Regions from separate parts of the Mus musculus genome. Here region 1 is linked to region 2. Evidence: chromatin contacts called from public Hi-C data. All regions are on one chromosome and are shown on one strand. The core of a region is the stretch at or near the end of the contact, and the rest is flanking DNA. Distances in the headings are between cores, read along the strand shown. Region 1 has its middle 14 kb from the start of Gm33831. Region 2 has its middle 23 kb from the start of Gm29243.

What was found. A called contact is a pair of places that touch in the nucleus more often than the background predicts.
Region 1: a contact with region 2 is called in a Hi-C map of cortical neurons, with 2.3 times the contacts expected there. The contact joins two enhancer-like sites. A contact is called at or near these places in 6 of 484 Hi-C or Micro-C datasets (bone marrow-derived macrophages, cortical neurons, embryonic fibroblasts and 3 more) and 1 of 115 datasets of contacts at active chromatin or transcription factors (differentiating embryonic stem cells).

Annotation. Positions count from the first base shown.
Region 1 is chr8:34,369,611-34,375,265 of GRCm38.p6, reverse strand. No RefSeq gene overlaps it. Among named protein-coding and RNA genes, the nearest start is that of Gm33831, 14 kb to the left of the region's middle. Within about 2 kb of position 3,070, at least 25 of the 459 cell types and tissues checked have an H3K27ac peak or open chromatin away from gene starts, as enhancers often do. A contact at or near this core is called in cortical neurons, where this site is marked.
Region 2 is chr8:34,237,070-34,242,431 of GRCm38.p6, reverse strand. No RefSeq gene overlaps it. Among named protein-coding and RNA genes, the nearest start is that of Gm29243, 23 kb to the right of the region's middle. Within about 2 kb of position 2,796, at least 6 of the 459 cell types and tissues checked have an H3K27ac peak or open chromatin away from gene starts, as enhancers often do. A contact at or near this core is called in cortical neurons, where this site is marked.

The DNA.
Region 1 (5,655 bases), core at 1,821-4,320, 130 kb before region 2:
TTAAATAGATACCATTAGGGATGTGCTAGCCATGGTTCTGCCCGTTTCTGGACTTCTCCCATGTTGCTCACTCTGGCCTGTTTCCACACTGCAAACGCTGCTGTATAATTGTGCAAATTCATCCCCATTTATGCCTGTCGTAGGGATGGTAAACCTCTCACCCTGCCCTGGAGAAACAACCAGAAAGGTCACATTTGAGCAGAAATGGACCCTGACTGGGTCCACTTTGGATCTCAGCTTCCTCGTTATCAAAACAAAAACAAACAACAACATGAGATAAACCATACCCACTGGTCCTTCCTTAGGTAAGAAAAAGTCTGGCTCCAAGATAGCAATGTACACATCAAGACACTATTACACATGAACGCTGAAGCTGAGCACAGCAGTTGTGCTCCGTGATGTATCCATGCCTCAAGTACCTGGTGACTGTTTTATTAATCAGTTCTCCCAGAGGTTTGACAGCCTCATCCACAGGAATAGGCAAAGGAGAAGTGACAGTCACACTCTTTTTTTTTTTAAACGAAATAAATCTGTACTTCAGAACCCAGACACTTGACTGTGCACCAGGGTGTCTTAGAGACGATATAACCTGCCTGGAAATTCAATTATCTAGTAAGAAAAGGATGTTGTTGTCCCCTAGAAGTAGTGGCCACGATGGATCCAGCTCTACCACGTGAGTCCAGAAGGCCAGATGGGAAGAGAGGGGATAATAAGAGTTCACTGTGAAGGGGTCTATCTCAGGAGTCTCCAAGGACAGCAGTTGCCATGGCTGCACTTGTGTGTGCTAGATCATCAGAGTTCAAAAAAATGAGGTAATTCTATGTCACATGGTACCTGCACGCGGCTTCCGTCCCCACTCTGCACTCTGTGGATATGCAATCACAATGCGGTTTGCCATTTTATTTCAACAAATACGTGTCAGCATCTACTGTGCCCCAGGCACCAGAGCTATGAAAATGAGGGCGACCTGCCATGCCTTGTCTTAAGGCACCTACCTATCTGCGAGTGGGAGAAGAGATCCCCAATAAGAAAGTTCGAGTCATACTCTCTAACTGAGGAGGGAAAGACAAACATCCCAAACTGTTGAGTAATACAAACCCAGTAATTCAACCAGTTACTAAAAACATGTGTCAAGGGCAGAGGCATGTTATAGGTATTGATCAAGGATGGAGATGATGGAAGGGAATATCAATTAAAGGTCTTATTTGAAAGTGTCCCTTAAACCATGATTGGAAATAAGGTAGTGGCCAGGAGTTCTCATAATGACTCCCATCTCAAACTGTGACATCCAGGCAAAGAGCTTCTATGCTAAACAGAGCTGAGGAGTCCCCAACCTGGTGTGAAGGTCAAGCTGAACTATTTAAACGTCTCTCACAATCCATTCATAAACGATTTTAATATTCTTCACAGCATAGTAATTTTATAGACCAATAATAACTCTGTAAGTGGGGAACTGATAGGAAGAGGAGGGGAGGGGAGGGGAGGGGAGGGGGAGGAGAGTCTGGAGCTCAGAGATGTTAGGTGAATGGACTACAAGTACATTCCGTGAGAGGGCAGGGTCGCTTGGCCTGGTGGCATACAGTTCTGATCTCGCCTACTCAAGAAGCTGAGACTGAAGTATTAAAAATTCAAGGTCAGCCTAGGCTACAGAGTAAATACTAGACCATCCTAGGCAATTTAGAAAAAAATTCTATCAACTATAAAGTAAAGAGAGGGTGTGGGGGCCATGATTCGGCGCCAGTGTGAACAAAAACCCTAACGCTTTGAAAATATAAGGGCTCCATCTCAGGGTCCTGTCCACGGAGTCCACTGCTCCTCACAACAGGCCGCACTGTCTTGAAAATGGGATGATCATTATCTGAGCAGAAGAGGACTCATACTAACCCCCAGGAGATGGAGAACAGGTGTCAAAAGGGAAATTTGGGGAGAGGGCCATTCAGTGTTGTGACCTGCTTCAAAGGGCTAAGCTGCTAGGCCAGGGATGTATCCCCCACCTGAAGCGGGGTCCCCAGTACACCTAAGAGGGGAAGCTTTCGGAGCTTAGAGTAGGGCCAACCACAGGAAACCTGCACAAGAAATCCTAACCTCAATGGTCACATAGTCCCGGGGAACGATTTCTATCGAGGCTGGGTTCCACAAGGAACTTCCCGTTCTGGAGGACCCAGAAGTCGGCTCAGCAGGAGGTGGGACGGGATGCTCTTTTATGTATCCTCTGCTCTATTACAAAGCAAGGCCCCCTTCCCTCCCACTCCCACCCCACCCCAGCCATGCTGCTGCTCCAAAGGCTGCCCCAACCCATTGTCTCCTGGGCCACAGAATAGCACTTTCTGCCCACAAAGAAATGTAATTTACAGGCCACTTTCTCTTTAATCCACCAGAAAAAGGCAGGATGATGAGTCTGTGGGCAGAAATCCAATGTTACAAGGATTTCAACGGATGCAAATTGTTTCCTGGATAAGGGCTAATGACAGCTAATAGGCCGGTGCCGGGGGCTAGGCGGATGACCTAGCACCAGCTTCCTATTTCTGTCGGCCAAAATCGCAACTTCCATCTGCTATTTTCATCCTCCTCCCATGTTATTGTCACTGTGGCCACAGTTTCACACTCCTACTCCTCCCAAAGGACGTGAGCATGCTATTTTACATAGGAATACAAAAGCCTGAGCCTTCCCTCCAAGCTACTGGGAAATGAATCAGCACATGCCTCAGCTTCCTAGCCCACCTGAGTGGTCACGTGCGTGCGTGCGTGCGTGCGTGCGTCCATGCGTGCGTGCCTGCCTGCCTGCACTGCCCAATTTGGTTTGTTCAAAATGGAGTTGCTTGGAATGTATGAACTAGCAAGCCACTGAGTAATGGTGAATCACCCCTGGATGTTTTACCCAGGCCTCAGACAAGGAGCTGGCTCCCGTTGTAGCTTTTTGGGGGTCACTTAAATCCATCAGAGAGGAACGCACAGCCCCAAGCCTTGTGCTGAAGATGAAGCGCTGATCAAGAGCAAGATCAGCCGGGCACATAAAGACTACCAAGCATCCAAAAAGTGTTTCTGAGAGCTGACATCAGCCCACATGTTGGCAAAGCAGTAGAAAGTGTGGGAGTCAGGTGGCGAGGGAGGGGGTGCTCCAAGGATGTAGAAAAGACGCTAAAAATCCTTGTTTGACAAAGCAGGCTTGGGATGTGGTGGCAGAACACCACAGCCACACTGTCTTGGGCTAACTTAAGTTTTCTGTTTCTCCCATTATCCCGTTGCTGGTCTCCCCAGATGCTCTCCCACCCCCAGCCCTGCCTATCTCCAGCCCGGCTCTCATTAAGCTGCACAGCATACCTTTCTCGGGCTTCCTGACTCAATTTCCCCAGCATCATTCAGTCTGAGTCACAGGTTTTAATCACAAAGGCATTATGAAGTGTGCTTCTATTTCTATTCCCTCCGCTACGCTGTGACCATCTCAGGAGTAATGGGTTCTCGCCCATCTTTCTACCTGCTGTTATCCACGCAGAGCTTTAATGAATACCTCCTGGATAAATAAGGAGCGGCGAGGGACCAAGGAGAGGAGGAAAAATGGAAACTGGGGAAGGGAGGGAGAAAGCAAAGAAACAAGGAGGGCTGAGCTTATAGCTCAGCGAGATAATTGCGGAAACCATGTGATACAGGCTGGCTTGTACCAGGGAGAGCAAAGAGCAATTAAAATGTTTAATCTTCCTTGAATACTATTGATAAGGCTCTACATATGTGATTGACAAGGAAAACACAAAGACTTGCTAAGAGACTAAAAAAATGGGTTTTGAATGGGGTGATCTTGTTGCAGATAATAAGCTGCTTGCTGGCCCAGCTGCCTGCCTGCTCTGAGGTGTTGATGGCTTCTCCCTGCTGGTTAGAGAATCTAGGTAGAGAGAAAAACGGCCCTGCTGCTCACCGATCTGATCCCCTCCCCCAGGGAAGCAGGAAGACTTCCTCAGCCAAAGCTTCTGAAGGAGCTGACAGGCTTTCAAGAGCCCACCTCACCACTGGCCCCGAGACCTGCTCAGACCCTTTTAGGGAGATGCCAGAAGGAAAGGGGCAGACAGGAGGAGGCAGAGGAGGCCTACATGGGGGGGGTGGTGGTGTATCATTCCCTAACTTGTCAAATTTGCCTTTCCTCCCAACATCTATGAATCCATGCAGATGCTCTGACTAACCTGCTGAAGTGTCTGAGGAGAAGAAAGATTCCCTACCTCCTTGTTGATAACCAGGAAGCAAGAGTGTGGCTGAAGAGGAGGGGTAAGCCCCTAGAGCAGACTCACCACTCAACTTCCAACTCACACATGTCTATGGGAATTGGGGGACATGGTGAGTCACTTTATTTGTCAGCTTGGCCTGGGCCACAGGGTGTCCAGATAGTTGCTCAAACATTATTCTGGAAGCTGTTGTGAGAATTCATTAATTAAATTAGGTGGATGAGATTAACAGCTAACTCACTGTATTTGTTTTATGTGAGGGAATGGTCTATATGTTGTCTTAGTCAGGGTTTCTATTCCTGAACAAAACATCATGACCAAGAAGCAAGTCAGGGAGGAAAGGGTTTATTCAGCTTATGCTTAAACATTGCTGTTCATCACCAAAGGAAGTCAGGACAGGAACTCAAGCAGGTCAGGAACTTGGAGGCAGGAGCAGGTGCAGAGGCCATAGAATAATCTTCTTGTTTGCTTCCCCTGGCTTGCTCAACCTGCTTTCTTATAGAACCGAAGACTCCCAGCCTAGGGATGGCACCACCCACAATGGGCCTTCCCACTCTTGATCACTAATTGAGAAAATGTCCCACAGCTGGCTCTCATGGAGGCATTTCCTCAAGGGAGGCTCCTTTCTCTGTGATAACTACGCTTGTGTCAAGTTGACACCCTAAACTAGTGTGTGTGTGTATGTGTGTGTGTATACATATATATACTTATTTTTGAGAATTTCATATATGTACATAATATATATTGATCATATTTATCCCTGACTTCCCCATTCAAACTCCTCTTAGCCCCAACACATCTTCCTCCTGACTTCATGACTCTCTCCTCCTCCTCCTCCTCTCCTCCTCCTCCTCCTCCTCTCCTCTTCCCCTTCCATAAGCCATTGAGTCCAATTAGTGATGCTCATATGTAACAGGTGTGGAGCCATCTACTGTATCATGAGCAACCTACCAGTAGCCACTCAAAGGAATTCACTCTCTCCCCCAGAAGAAGCCATTAACTACCAATATCTCTTCAGCTAGGACTGGGGCCCAGTGAGTCTCCCCTCTCTGGTTTGGAATTTCTGCAGGTCTCATCTTGTGAAGACAGGTCTTGAATGAGTAATCAAAGCTTCTGTGAGTACTTGGGTGCAGAAGATATGTCACTGTATCCCTCCCTGTCTTCCAGGCCTTATATTTTTGTGTGCCCCTTCTTCTGCATGCCCCATGAACCTTGGTGGACTGGGGTGGGGGTGGGGGGTGATAAAGATGTCCTACTTAGGGACACTTATTTTCAGCACTTTAATGCTGAATCAGCCCCAGTTATGATTATCCACACTGAGCACTCTATACCACAAAAGAAAGATTCTCTGAGAGCAACACAATTCTCTGGGTATAAATGTAAATACTTAAGACAGCAGTTTTATAACAATATCATTTAACAGAACAATATAAGTCCCCCCACC
Region 2 (5,362 bases), core at 1,547-4,046:
AACAGCTCCTGAGAATCTGACATCCTCTTCGGGCTTCTGCAGACACCTATACCCACACATGGCATGCATCATTCACACAGACACACACATACATATCATTCTTTCCAAAAGCTTCAAGCATCCTGGAAACATTCTTTTCATGCAGGGAGATGCATGCATCTTAATTTATTACTATTACTTAAATGTGGTGTTATATGCTTTCTTTCGTATGTATGATATGTCTTATAATGTTATCAAAAAGGAAGGCGTAACATAAGCAAACATTAAGAGGTAAAATGAGGGGTGGCTCAGCAGATGAAGGGACCTGCCACAAAAGCCTGACGATGTGAGCTTGATCACCAGAACCCACACTAAGGCGAGATGGGAGGACCCACTCCACCTGTCCTCTGCAAGCACACCATGGTATATACACTCACAACCACAAGCACACACACACACACACACACACACACACACATACACAGTAATTATTATTTTTAAAAGAGGTGAAAGAGAACTTAATGAAATAGTTTATTAGAATCAAAAGTATACAAAAAGAATTCCAATTCATGGGCATATAGCAATATTTCAATCTTGTATAAAAGCCTTACAACTAGGAAAGGACAGCAAAGAAACCTATAACTGACAGAGACACACAGAAGCACACACTAGCTGGTGCTAGAAAGACAGGAATGTTTGCTTCGTGTTTAACGGAAGAGTGGTGAGTGATCTCAGACTCTGGAGTAAGACACGGTCTTGACTTGAGTAATTCCCTGTTTGTGAGACCAGGGATCACTTGTTTCATCTTCATTTCCTCCCGGGTATGACAAAGACCTGAAGTGTGTTGTGAGGTTAAAACAGACGATGTATATAACAACAGGGTGCCCAGCTTATGTTAATAGTACATCTACAAATGTTGGTGGTGTTAGTGGAGCAAACACTGGCTCCTTTCTTCATTTGGAGGCATCTACTCTTGTTTTAAGTGGACCCACACCTCTCTAAATAGAAGCCTACAGCCCCAGCCAAGATAATGAATTCACCCCTGTGACTTTGGGCAGAGTCACAGGGAAGAAGGCATCACCTTCATTGACACTTGACATGCTAGCTACAAGTGTGTAGGCTAGAGCCTAGGAACCAGCCTTGGAGCCATAAAGTAAAGGCTGCCTGAAAGTGAAGTCAAAGCAGGAAACAGCAGAGAGAGATGGGGGAGAAGGAGGAGGAGGAAAAGGAAGAGGAGGAGGAGGGAGGGAGAGAAGAAGGGAAAGAGGGAGGGAGGAACAGATAGAAACAGACAGAGATACACAGAGAGACCTGTGACATCCTTAAATCCAGCCACATCTAGAGAGATCTAGACTTCAAATATATTTCTGTCTCTTCCAAAACTCCTATCTAATGAATGAGTTAACACAGAAAAAAAAAAACCATAGTGAGCCAATTAGCTACTTTTATACTATAAATACACCTTCCATTTCTGTTGTATGCCTTCTTGTTAATTATTTTGCCATTGTTTTTCTATTTTAACTAAGAACTACACCTACCTGCCCCCTTCTCCATGGGGTATTCATTCCATGACCTTCCCCCCCCCCCGTGGATGGTTGAAACTGCAGATAGTATCAGACTCTGTGTATACTGCTTCCTCCTATACATACCTGCCAGGGATGAAATTAAAGTATGCATCAGGCACAGTAAGAGACAGTACAATATAACAAAAAAAAAATGGGGTGATTATAATTATATACTACAGTAAAATTACCAGCATCACAACTCTTATGGGGCCATTGCTAAGTAAATGAATAAGCGTTACTTCAACACAAGCATACGTTACCATGACGGTAAGTCAACCTGATAACCAAGAGGGCTGTACGTGACTAATAGGATGAATTTATATGCTGTGGGGATGCTGGGCCACAGAATGAGTCAAGTCTCTGGCAGAAAGCAGGACAGCCCCGGATTTCACCATTTTCGTTAGTAAATTGTGTTCCTTCACAACTTCATACATGTGCACTATGCATACTGATCAGTTTCTACACACACACACACACACACACACACACACACACACGTGTACCAATGGCTATTCAATTGGCTACCATGCCTTCTTCTCTCTCGGAATCTGTTGGTTGCCAATAAATGGTAAGAGCCTACAAATCCTTTCCCTCCACAGCTGACTGTTAGGACCTGACTTTCGTGGACCCAGTGCCACAGCTACTGTGAGTCTGTGGTCACCGTTGGTTCTTGCTTGTGTTGCTTAGACGATGGTATCTCACAGCCCTCCCCCATCTTTCAGCTCTTAATGGCTTCTTTCCCCCTTTCAGCAGTGTCCCCTGAGGGTGGGAGGAACTCTTGTCTAGAGCCCAGCCCTTTGTCCTCTAGGGACCCTCTAGGACACCCATGGGTTCTTGTGCTTCACTCCAGTCACTGAAAGGAAAGGCTTTTCTGTTTAAGGCTGAGGGTAGCCTTGGTCTGTGGCTATAAACGGGTATTTAGGGGTTAGTTTGATGCTATATCCATCTACTTTTTAGGCTAAAAACATGTGTAGAAGAATAAACATTTTTCTCCCTTATTTCTTGGATTATGCTTTTGCATTTCTGGTTGGATTATTTTTTCCCCTGCAGATTAATTATTATTCCAAGAACTGGGATCTCCAAAACATGTCACACAGCAGCCAGCACACCGCTTCTGATAGCCTATTCCTGGACGCCGTGCAGTTCAGCCGTTTTCACAACTGTTGTTTCTACACGAATTCTCTTCCTCCATGGCTTCGAATGCATCATTTGCTGCCTCCACCCTAGTATCTGTTAGCTGTTATATTTAGCTTTATGGAGTCTTTTCCTGGGCTTTTCACATATTTTTCCCATAAAAGCTCCCTCTTCTTCTACAGAGGAAATATCCCCTTATAATTTTTTTTTCACATTTGGAGCAGATATTTTCTAAAATGGTTCTCTGATTCATACAGCAGATCTATTTTAGATGCAGGCAATCTTCCTGAGTCATCAGAACAGAATAGCATAAATGTGCAGATCTCAAGGTTCAAATCCCAGCCTTGTCACTTATGAGTTCTGTATGCTTGCATAATGTTCTTAAAGGCTGGAAAAGGGTACTCTGTGTCTGGGCTGGTGGCTTTTTGTCAGCTTGGCACAAAGGAGAGCCACCTGGGAATTGTCACCATCAGATTGACCTGTGATCACATCTCTGTTGTTTTTTATTTTTTTATTTTTTTCGGGGGAGGGGTGGGTTTCAAGAAAGGGTTTCTCTGTATAGCCCTGGCTGCCCTGGAACTCACTATGTAGACCAGGCTAGCCCTGCCTCTGCCTCCCAAGTGCTGGAATTAAAGGTGTGAGCCACCACTGCCCGGCTCTGAGATATTTTCTTGGTTGATGTTGAAAGGCCCAGTCCATCCCATCATGGGCAGTGGCATCCCTAAGCAGGGAAACTTGGGACACTCAGGAAAAGTAGCTGAGCAGTCTGGTAAACAGTGTTCCTCCATGGTCTCTGCTTCCGCTCCTGCCTCTGTGTTCCGCCTTAGCATTCCCCAAGGGTGGCTAAATCCTGTAAGCCAAGAGAATACTTGCCTGCCCTAAGTTGCTTTGGGCCATGGTATTTATCACGGTGACAGAAGAGCAAATGAGGCCCATGCCTCCCAGAGTCACTAGGCTAACACACGTAAAATGATCAGAGCCATTGCCGTATACAGGGTGCTGTCAATTTTTTAATAATAACCAAAACAACAGCCAACTCAACCTGTGCTACTGCATGTAATCCTAACACTGTCCACCTCCCCCTAGATTTTATTTGAGATGCACAGTTTCCCCTGGTTCTGCACAAGCTGGGATGAGGTCTTCCTTACAAAAGACAAGCCTGTCTCTTCCTGATTAAAACAGGCTTAAAACTGAAAAAAAAATTTTTTTCAGATATTACCTATGTAACCAAGATACAAGTACAGATGGATACTTGTTTACAGACAAGTAAACATGGATTATTTGATTCAATTTTACAATTCCTATTGCTGACAATCCTTCCAATATAGATAACAGAAGGCCAGACCCTGTAGGCCATCACCACTTGAAGGTCTACATAATAGAAATGTTCCCTGCAACACTAAATAGTGCTTTTAAACTCAAGATTCCATTCCTTTATCCCAATAACTCAAGTCTCATGCCCCCAACCCCTGCCCTGCCAGGCTGGCATAATTGGGGTAAAGAGGCCCACATTCTGCATGTGGGTAGAATGGATCTCATTGTACCAAAAAGACAAGCTGCAATTCTGCACAGCTTCCTCAGGGTGTCTGTGAAGTGTGCCGGGCAGCTAGTAACAGGCATGAAGGGAGCCCAGTTGGCTGCATGGCTGATAGTCCTTCACTCCAGACAGTCAAGGCACCAGAACAGGGTCTAACAGTTGTCAATTTAGGGAGGCAGATTCCCCAAATCTAAATTTAAACAACAACAACAAAAATGTCCATTAAAAAGAGGCACTTACTCCAGAGCTTTCAGTTCTACTGAACTTCTACACAGGGATGAGGACCAACTCCAACTGTGCTGAGACTCAATGAAAAATCCAGAGAACTGGGAAATTGCTGGGAGGTAAGGCTGCCCACCATTGGCAATTGGTTGAAAGGGAAAGTCAGTCTAGAAATTGCCCCAGGGGTGGGGCAGGTCTACTTGGTGCAAACCTGAAGACATGGAATCTTTTTGTCAGCTTACATGGGGTCTGAAATTGAAGATGAACTCTTTGTATTTCTTTCAGTCCATTATTCAGCAGAGTCTCTAAGTGGATCAGGGATCACTGCTCTAAGTAATTACTGTAACCAATCATCATGCCGCAGCCAGGAAGGGTCAAGGAGAAGACGAGCTGGTGAGCCACGTTCTGCTCCGTGAGCCACATTCCACTCCCATCTCCTTTCATGGAAATCCATCCTTCTCGTTCATTCATTTAATAAGCATCTGCAATTGAATTTACTCTGCCACCTGCTGCTCTTCTAGGAAGACCTTCTGGGCTCATTAAGAAAGTAGCTAACAGAATGGAAGGGGTGAGACTGGGGCATACACATAAATGCAAAGGTCAGAGGACACATTCAGGAGTCAGCTCTCTCCTACTGTGGCTTCCAGGTATCAAACTCAGGTCCTCAAGATTTTGTACCAAAAGCTTTTTTTTTTTTTTTTTTTTTTTTTTTGCCAGCTGAGCCATCTCAGTGATCCTTCACCAAGTCTTGCACATACACCAGGCTCTCTTGAAAGTCCTCCCTGGCCCGACTACCGATATTTTGTTTTTCTGTCACTGGAGGCAGACTACCTCACCATGACTTGTAGGAAGGTGATTCTCACACAGCCCTGATGGGTCAATGATGTAAGTGTACAGGAAAGAATACTGTGCCCTTTGTCTCCTC